3 separate regions of the Drosophila melanogaster genome follow, and regions 2 and 3 are each linked to region 1. Evidence: chromatin contacts called from public Hi-C and HiChIP or PLAC-seq data. All regions are on one chromosome and are shown on one strand. Each heading gives the region's core, a stretch centred on a gene start, on an enhancer-like site or on the middle of the called end of the contact. The rest is flanking DNA. Distances are from core to core; before and after follow the strand shown. Region 1 holds the start of wcy (wacky). Region 2 holds the start of RhoGAP15B (Rho GTPase activating protein at 15B). Region 3 holds the start of CG8915.

Region 1 (2,700 bases), core at 37-2,536:
GAACTATTTTTTTTTTTTTGGCCTTTTGCCAGCTGAGCGCGTGCGAGCGAGAGGCAACTATTGTGTGGTGAAAAGACGAAAAACATGAATAGCGCGAGAAGATGGATAAGTGGGAAAATCAAAGCAAGAAACATAGGGAAAACAAATTTATTTACGAAAATCACTTAATTAGGGTAAACGGAGAAAATTTGAGGATAAAAAGGAAACGCGGGCACTGCGAGTTAGAGCGAGATGGCAGTAGGACAGAACGTAAACAAAAAAATATACAATTATGAGTGTGCTAGTTTGCCTGTGTGTGTGTGATTGTGAGTACGTTGGGAATCACTGTTATTGCCGATATTACGGTAGATTGAAAATAATATTTGATATATTACCCATCGTTCATACGCTGCGGTTTTCTAGCATGCATTACCATCAATGCAAGTTTTTCGCCAAATACGCTGCTGCTGCTTCTGTTGGTTTTCCCTCTCTCTCCTGCTCCTCCTCCTGCTGCTGCTTCTTCCGCTGCTGCTGCTGCTGCTGCTGCTTATGCGTCTGCTTCCTCTTCTCCTTCGTCGACTGCTGTTGCTGGTAGTGCTGCTGCTGCTTCCTCTTCTCGTGGAGAAGATAATGCAGCCTTATTCCGATTTTATCCAATATTCTGGGGCCTTTGGCGCCTCCTGTTTGCTCCTCCTTTTGCCTCCACCGCTTCCTCTTCTTCTTCTCACCTGCCAAGGCACGCTCGCTTGTATGTGTGTGTGTGTGTGTTGTGGTCTGCTTGTATGGGAGGCTCTCAGTGGCATGTGTGTGTGTGTGCTTTTCGTCTGTGTGGCCCGCTGACTCGGTGTTTGTGTGGCGTATATGTGTGCCTGAATTGCGGTCGCCTTATTATCGGCTTATTTTGCTGCCTCCTAAAAGTACAAACATTCATAGCAATCCTTTAGACAGCTTCCTTTTTGTCCTCTCCTTAATGCAATTAGCATTCGGAACGCCTTTAATTTTTCACTTAAAGCACACACGGCATTCGCCTCTGCGTGCACGACCGTGAGTGACTGTGTGCGTGCGTCTGTGCATGTGTGTGTGGTGTCGCTTGATCCGTATTTCGTTTGACTTCTTTTCAATTTTACTCCCTTTTTTTCTTGGTACCTTACCGCAATTCGCAATTTGCCGCTCGCCTTCTTTGCTGGGCTGCAATCGCCGCATTTATTTGCTCAGCATTGAACGACAATTGTTTAATTATATGCCGACTTGCTGTGTTCGCTTTTTGGCCTCTATACTTGATGATTTTTTTCAATTCTTTTGCATTACGCTTTGTGCGGTCTGTTCGTCGGCACGGCTGTGTTGAGTTTGCCAGCAATCGGTCGCTGCGTGCGGCTATCCCTCTCGCGCGGCACGCTATGCGGGTGCGAGAAGAGTTCGGCTATATGTGCCAATTGGCTGGTTGATATGGTGGACTCTAGGTGGCGCCCCGTTTGTGGTATTTTTTAGTGCCTGACACCGCTAGGCGTTGGACGGATTGCAAAATGGTCACTCTGTAGCCGGGGATGCCAACTAGGTTCGCATTTAAATTCTTTTTTGGTTACTGTTAAATAATAAATATATATATAAAAACATAACTTTTAACTTTTAACTTTTAATTTGACTTTTGTTATTGTACATATTATGTATATACGCAATAGCTGATCTTTATAAACTTTCGATGATACTGAAATAGTTTTAGATATAGATAGTTTATATTAATTTATCATATATTGCACAACATCATTTCGATAGTATCGCATAATCATTTCGGGCACACTGCTCAAGGGTATTCCTATCGGATGTATTGTTTCTCGATAAGCCGACTTAAAAATTATATGTTTTTTAAAAAAAATTATATATACATATTTACACTTGAGAAATAAGAAAAAGCATTTGCATATTATTAAATTCAATAATTTTTTAATTTAATATAAAACAAAAGAACAAAGAATGATAATTCAAACTGAAAAACAATGAGATTTCTTTTCATATGCAAGATCTTAAGGTGGTATAACTGGTAATAATAATTATTTGACCTGCTTTGCTAAATGCCCTTTCCGACTCCGACGAAGTTGTCCATCGACTTGCGTCAGTTTCACCACAAACCCAAAATATATATGACTGCAAGCTAATATTTGAAAGTAATTAATTATTTGAATTAATTAAAATAGTTGAAGAAATTCTAGTGATTAACCTAAAAACATCGATAGTCTGAAATAAGCATCGATGTTTGGAATATTTAAAAAAAAACCTCGGTGCATCGATATTAGCATCGATGTTTCGGCACCTCTATTAAAAACTCATCCCGATACCGATAATAGCGGCAGAAGAATTTTAGAATTCCTTAAATATATATTGTTTAATTTGTAAGCATTTTTAAGGAATGAGTTTGAGCGACTGCAACAATAACTATATATATTTGACGGGCAGTGAGGATTACGCCCTTAATTTGGCAAAGGTAAGTTCTGAACATCGGATTCAGGTCGGTTTTTGAACATCAAATTGCATTTCTTTTAGCTATGCGAACGCTTTGCCACCAAAGAAAAGCGCGTCTTACTGATCACCAGTCGCCAGCAGGGAATGGCAAAGCGCTATCCATGGGAGGCCCATAACTGCAGCAAATACCTGACCATTCTGCAACTGGTGGATGTGGAGAGCACCCCGCTTCGCATGCTGGAAATGCAGGATAGCGCCGAATCC
Region 2 (2,700 bases), core at 193-2,692, 130 kb before region 1:
AGCGGCGGCGGCAGCAGCACTGCCTGCTCCCGGCGGTGCGGGTGGCATGAAGGCGTGTCCAGGATTGCCGCCACCACCGCCTCCGCCGCCCACAGATCCTCCGCCACCGCCTGCAGCGCCGCCACCACCAACGCCGCCCTGTCCGCCGCCAGAAGGCAGCGCGGTGACCGTGGCCTCCGGCATCAGAGGATGCCGGGCATGCGGACGGGCCAACGACGAGTTCTGATTAACCGAGGCCGCCGCCGCAGCTGCAGCAGCTGCTGCTGCCGCCGACTGGGCGGCCACCTTAAGGAAGTTGGTCTGGAAGCGATCCTTCGAAATGGGACTGCCCTCCTCCTCGTGCAGATCTCGCAGCGGGCTTAGTCCGAGATAGTCGCGGCGCATGTGATCAATCTGGTACTTCAGGGCCAGGTACTCCTCGTACACCCGGTTGGCCATGTCGAAGGAGCGGGTCTGGTTCTCCTTCGTCTGCTTGATGATGTTCTCCATGTCGTTGATGTCCGCGTGGATCTGGCGCAGCTCTTCCACGTGCGACATCTTCTCCTCGAGCAGGTGCTCCATCTCCTTGCGGTACTCCTCCAGGCACTTCTCCTCGTCGTCGCTCAGCTTCACCTCCTTGATGATCCGCACTTTGAGCTTCTCCAGCGACAGCGTCTTGTCCCTGATGTCCTTGATGGCCTCCAGTTTGGCGTAGTAGTGCCGCTCATTGGAGCTCGAGATCTCGCTGGTGGCCATTGTAGATCCAAAACGATCCGTGTGGTATAATATGTGTATTTTCGAAAGACTCTCGAGTGTTTTCTGTATGGCCCCCTCCACTGGGCGAATGTTTATTTTGCACTTTTTCACTAGCCTAATAGTTCGATGTCGGATTTTCCGGCCGATTCTTAAGCATCTGATATGGATGATCGCGTCTTTTGGGATAATCCTTTGGAATGGCGCACTTTTAATTGATTTTTTCTTTATTTATTTGATTTTTTCTCTGCTAATGCTAATACCATTTTTTTCTGGTATACAATGCAGTGTTACCAGAGCGTGGAAGTAATTTTTACATTTAATCACGACCAGCCGATTATTTGCTATCGATAGCTGGCAGTGCGGTATATATCGTTTTTTAAATAGAAAACAAATTCCTTCCAATTCCAATTCCTTATACGTACAAATTTACTTAAATGATTACACTATAGTTAAAGTGCTTTACTGATTTTACCGTGGGCGCTGCTTTAAAATTTAAAAATCCGGTAAATTCCAGTTGCTGTGGCAAAAAACTTAAATCTGGCATTCATGCCGAGATAATATTCAGTTAACTATTGATATAAAATGTTTCAGTTATATGGAAAGAACGTTAGTATTAAAATTTACATTATTACATATAACTAAAATTAATAACTTGTATCCTAGCTACTAGTTTAGTAACTAGTTTTGCCGGCATTCGCTGTCTTTCCGCCAACGGTCACACTAGGCGCGCCCCGTTATATTACATTATGCATTTGTATTCTTCGATCGGTCGCAGATCGTTCGGATCGGAAAATCCGGTTCGGAAAGCGGGCATTGGGGACAAAAACAAAGAATCTTGTTCTGGTCATGACTTTTCCATCCGCGAATTGTCAACTTCTGTTTAGCGAATAGTTGTTGTTCCCTTTTGGAGACAACAACAAAAAAAGACATCGATCGCGCGAGAGAGAGAGACAGATGCAAACAATGCGTACGCGCGCGTATGTGTGTGTGAAACATTCCGCAAGTGATTCATTCCGCAAGAATAATAAATAAATAAACAAATATTAGTAAACTGGGCCGAAATGTTTGTGGAAATGTGTCAACTAGTTGCGGCAGTAAAATATCAGTGCAATATCGATATGTGTGGGAAATCAGCTTAGCAATTTAGCAGAGACTTTGCTTTTCGCCCACCGCTCTCTCCCTCTCTCTCACACTCTTTGTTTTCGTTTTTTATTGTTGTGCTCTGGTTGTGTTTGTGTGTGTTGTGAATATAAAACGAAGTTAAGTTGACCACGCAGAAACTGCATACGAAATTTTTAACAAGGAAAAAGCGAAAGGTAAAAGCGATTTTTATTATTTTTATTTGAAAGCCGCAGTTTCTTTGCGATCTCTTTTTCTGCGGGCTTCGATTTTCAATGGTCTCTTCTCTCTTCAATGCGTTCTAATCAATCCGTGTTTACATACGGGCTGTGTGTCTGTGTTAGTTGGCTGATAATTTTTAGTGACAGCTATGTGCCAAATAATAGTAATATCTACAATAAATCAAATATAAATAATGCGAAATACGGCAATATTGATAACATTGTGAATTTTAATCATTATACTTTGAAATGTTTAAAAACATTTCGTTAGTATATGTTTATATATTTGTATTATATTTTAATTTAGTGTTTTTGCCACCTATGCGTTTTATGCAATATAATGATATTTTTTCCTAAATTTATAAAACCACTATGGCTGTGTACACATTTGTATGTATGATAATTTTTGACACACATATATTTCGCTTCTAACTGCTTATCGCTCCCATTTAGCGATAGACTGTGCGAGCGGGACAGGTGTCACCTGTTGCGCTTCTTCGCTCCATCTCTCCACCGCTCTTCCCTCTCTCTCTCTCTCTTTCCATCGTTTGACACATTTTGTTGCTGTTCTTAATTGTTTGGCAATTAAGTCAATTATAAACATATTAAGACAGCCGACACACAT
Region 3 (2,700 bases), core at 165-2,664, 170 kb after region 1:
GCCCCTCCACATCCATTACAGTGCCCCCACCAAAATAGTTGGACAATGCTTCAAGATCCATGGTGGCCGACATAAGCACGAGGCGAAGGTGCGGATTCTTTTGCAGCTCCAGCTTGGTGGCCAGCAGCAGGAAGTCTGTGTCCAAATCACGCTCGTGGGCTTCATCAATGATTAAGTGGGTGGTGTTTTTAAAAAAAGACTTCTTATCCATGGCGAGAGCCCTTAAAAGGCAACCACTGGTGGTCAGCATTAGAACCGTGTTGCTGCTGCATTGTCCTGGCAGAGATTGAATATTATAGTTATAGTCATAATTACTTTACGGCCAACTGCTACTCACTATTCATGCGAATATTATAGCCCACTGTGGTGCCAGGCGCCTCACCGCGCTCCTTGGAAATGCGCTCCGAGACACTGATAGCTGCTATGCGGCGAGGCTGACTTACCACGATCCTGACTGGAGCACGATGCTCTGCGGCCCACTCAAGGATGTACTGGGGAAGTTGGGTGGACTTGCCAGAGCCGGTGGCTCCTTTAATGATCAAAACCTGTAAGGTGGATTCTCAGGTATTAGTAGCAATTCAGTGTTTGACGTAATATAAATAGAAAATGGTACAGGTACTTAATATCAAAAGGAAGCATTTGGTCACCTGATCGCGCTGCAGAACGTTGAGGATGCTCTCCCGCTGCTTGTAGATGGGCAGGCTCCGGCGCTCGTGCTGAATGTTCCTGTTCCGGTTGCTCTGCGGCGGCGGAATAAGCCTCTGCCCGACCAGGCCGAAGTTGGAAGGAAGCCGTATATCCTTATATTGCTGTTTGTTGCACTTTAAGTCTCCAACGGAGTTCATCAATCTGCGTTCCACATTGCCGGCCATTTGTCCCAGAACGTCTAGGAGCGGCGGACAAATGTCCAGCTTTGTGTTGCAAAGAATGTATTGCTGTTGGCCATCCGACTGTGGGCGACTTATAAAAAGGACGCGGTTCTCCTCTGGACCCTTGCTCACCGTCTTAAGCCCGCGATGCTGGGCCAATCGGTGAACGTGGCTGCGCTGGGCTTTTGTAAGTCCGGGGAGCTGTTTCTCTGGCTCGCAGCTCTGCAGGAAGTCGTCGACCAGTTGGCGGAGCATCTTTTCGTCCTCGGACTTCAGCTTGTCGCCCGCGTCGGCTTTCGCGTTCTTGCCCGGTCGAGTCTTCTGTTTGCCAGTTCCCTTCGGCCCACCGGTCACTCGGCCATTGACCACCAACACTACCGCCTGTTCCGGCATAGGTTGTGCCTTCTTTCTGCCCTGGCGACGGCCACGTTTCACTGCTTCTTCACTGTCCGCCATTCGACTGTGTTCAATCTCTGTGCGCTTTTCAAAACTCTATTCGCCTTTCAATCAGCTGTATTTCTACAATACCTCGATAACAATGAATTGTAGAAGTTATCGGACCCTATTGCGCGTCGATATCAGGCGGCTTTGCTGCCTATCGGGCCGGATGGCAGTGTGCCCAAATGATAAACTTTTATAACTTTTACTGTTCTTGATATGATTTATTTATCTTTAATGTTTTTTACTATAACGGTGATTCGTACTCTGAATTTTACATTACCTAAGCATACTTATATTTATATTTAGCTTTTGAAACCAAATTGTGAATTTCTGCCTGCTACATACACACATATTCATGTGCATATTTACATATGAATGTATATTTGCTTTTTTATTTATATTAAGCTACATATAAGGTCAAAGACAATGATTTTTACAGTGTAAGAGAGGTAATACATATGTAGATTTTTATTTTATGGAATTGGTTGAAGTTTTGTTAAATTAGCAGTGGCATTACTTGTTCAGATTGTACGAAGAGCAACTGTTTTACGTAGCGAAAGGGGAGGACAGTTAATTATGATGTGGAGTTGCTTAGTGATGATTTAGTATAATGATGCGCGTTCACGGCGAATCTTCATGTGTTGCAGAGCCCATCCTTAATGGCAGCCACATACGCAGACGCAGACACAGCCTTCCTGGAACACAACAATCGAGGCCACTAATACAGGCACAGCTGGCCTGCGCAACTCCTGGCAGAAAAGGTGGAACTTAGCGGGCATTGTCCCTTCATCAGCCTGGGCCACGCTACAATCCCAGAGGAAGCCACTCCGAATTACCTAGGTATCAGGAGTCTCAACTGCAAGCCGCACCAATTGAGAAAAGCCAGACTACCGACTAAAATTATTCTACTGGCATATAGGCAGAGGGTCCAAGTTGCGGACATCCACAAATCTTCTTATATATAATCCGATCGTCAGGCCGATCTGGGGAACGGCCAGTAAGTCCAATATCGAAATAATACCGGAGCCCACGTGCTGCACGACAAATCCACCATCAACGAGGTCCTAGGCTTCGCTTGGGTCAGGGAAGAGGTGAAGAAGAGCAGCGCGCAATATGCCAAAAGGCTTTATAGTCATCCCAACATAATGGCCATCTCCCTATTGGATAACAGCGAGCATGAGCTCGTTGAATGTTAGCTGAGTCAATAAAAATTAAATATAATACTTACTCGTTAAGTGTCACGCCCTACAACTTAATAGTTATCCATAATGTATAGATGTGGTGTTTTAGAAGAAATACGTACATATGTATGTACATAGTTCTTAATTTCACTGAGGATCCAGATAAGGTTCATTTTTGGAAAGTGGTTAGAGACACGGTTTCTTATTGT

The links. A called contact is a pair of places that touch in the nucleus more often than the background predicts. HiChIP or PLAC-seq counts read pairs in DNA pulled down with a chosen protein or histone mark.
Region 2: a contact with region 1 is called in a Psq HiChIP or PLAC-seq map of the Kc167 cell line, with 7 times the contacts expected there. The contact joins the promoter of RhoGAP15B here to the promoter of wcy in region 1. A contact is called at or near these places in 29 of 107 Hi-C or Micro-C datasets (the D17-c3 cell line, the Kc167 cell line, the OSC cell line and 10 more) and 2 of 6 datasets of contacts at active chromatin or transcription factors (both in the Kc167 cell line).
Region 3: a contact with region 1 is called in a Hi-C map of the Kc167 cell line, with 1.7 times the contacts expected there. The contact joins the promoter of CG8915 here to the promoter of wcy in region 1. A contact is called at or near these places in 4 of 107 Hi-C or Micro-C datasets (the D17-c3 cell line, the Kc167 cell line, the OSC cell line and 1 more) and 2 of 6 datasets of contacts at active chromatin or transcription factors (both in the Kc167 cell line).

What each region holds. Positions count from the first base shown.
Region 1 is chrX:17,076,551-17,079,250 of dm6, forward strand. It overlaps wcy (wacky), which reads right to left and starts at 1,287. Exons shown (of 15, transcript NM_001258796.2): 1 at 1,131-1,287; 2 at 375-890. The coding sequence starts at 415. It overlaps CG4949, which reads left to right and starts at 2,290. Exons shown (of 2, transcript NM_167554.2): 1 at 2,290-2,458; 2 at 2,518-2,700. The coding sequence starts at 2,384.
Region 2 is chrX:16,941,848-16,944,547 of dm6, forward strand. It overlaps RhoGAP15B (Rho GTPase activating protein at 15B), which reads left to right and starts at 1,443. Exons shown (of 9, transcript NM_132955.4): 1 at 1,443-2,051. It overlaps CG13001, which reads right to left and starts at 1,024. Exons shown (of 1, transcript NM_132953.3): 1 at 1-1,024. The coding sequence starts at 735.
Region 3 is chrX:17,243,587-17,246,286 of dm6, forward strand. It overlaps CG8915, which reads right to left and starts at 1,415. Exons shown (of 3, transcript NM_001298440.1): 1 at 648-1,415; 2 at 338-545; 3 at 1-276. The coding sequence starts at 1,325. The region is part of intron 1 of f (forked); the gene reads left to right. It overlaps CG42854, which reads right to left. Exons shown (of 4, transcript NM_001201732.2): 3 at 2,539-2,700; 4 at 1,767-2,467.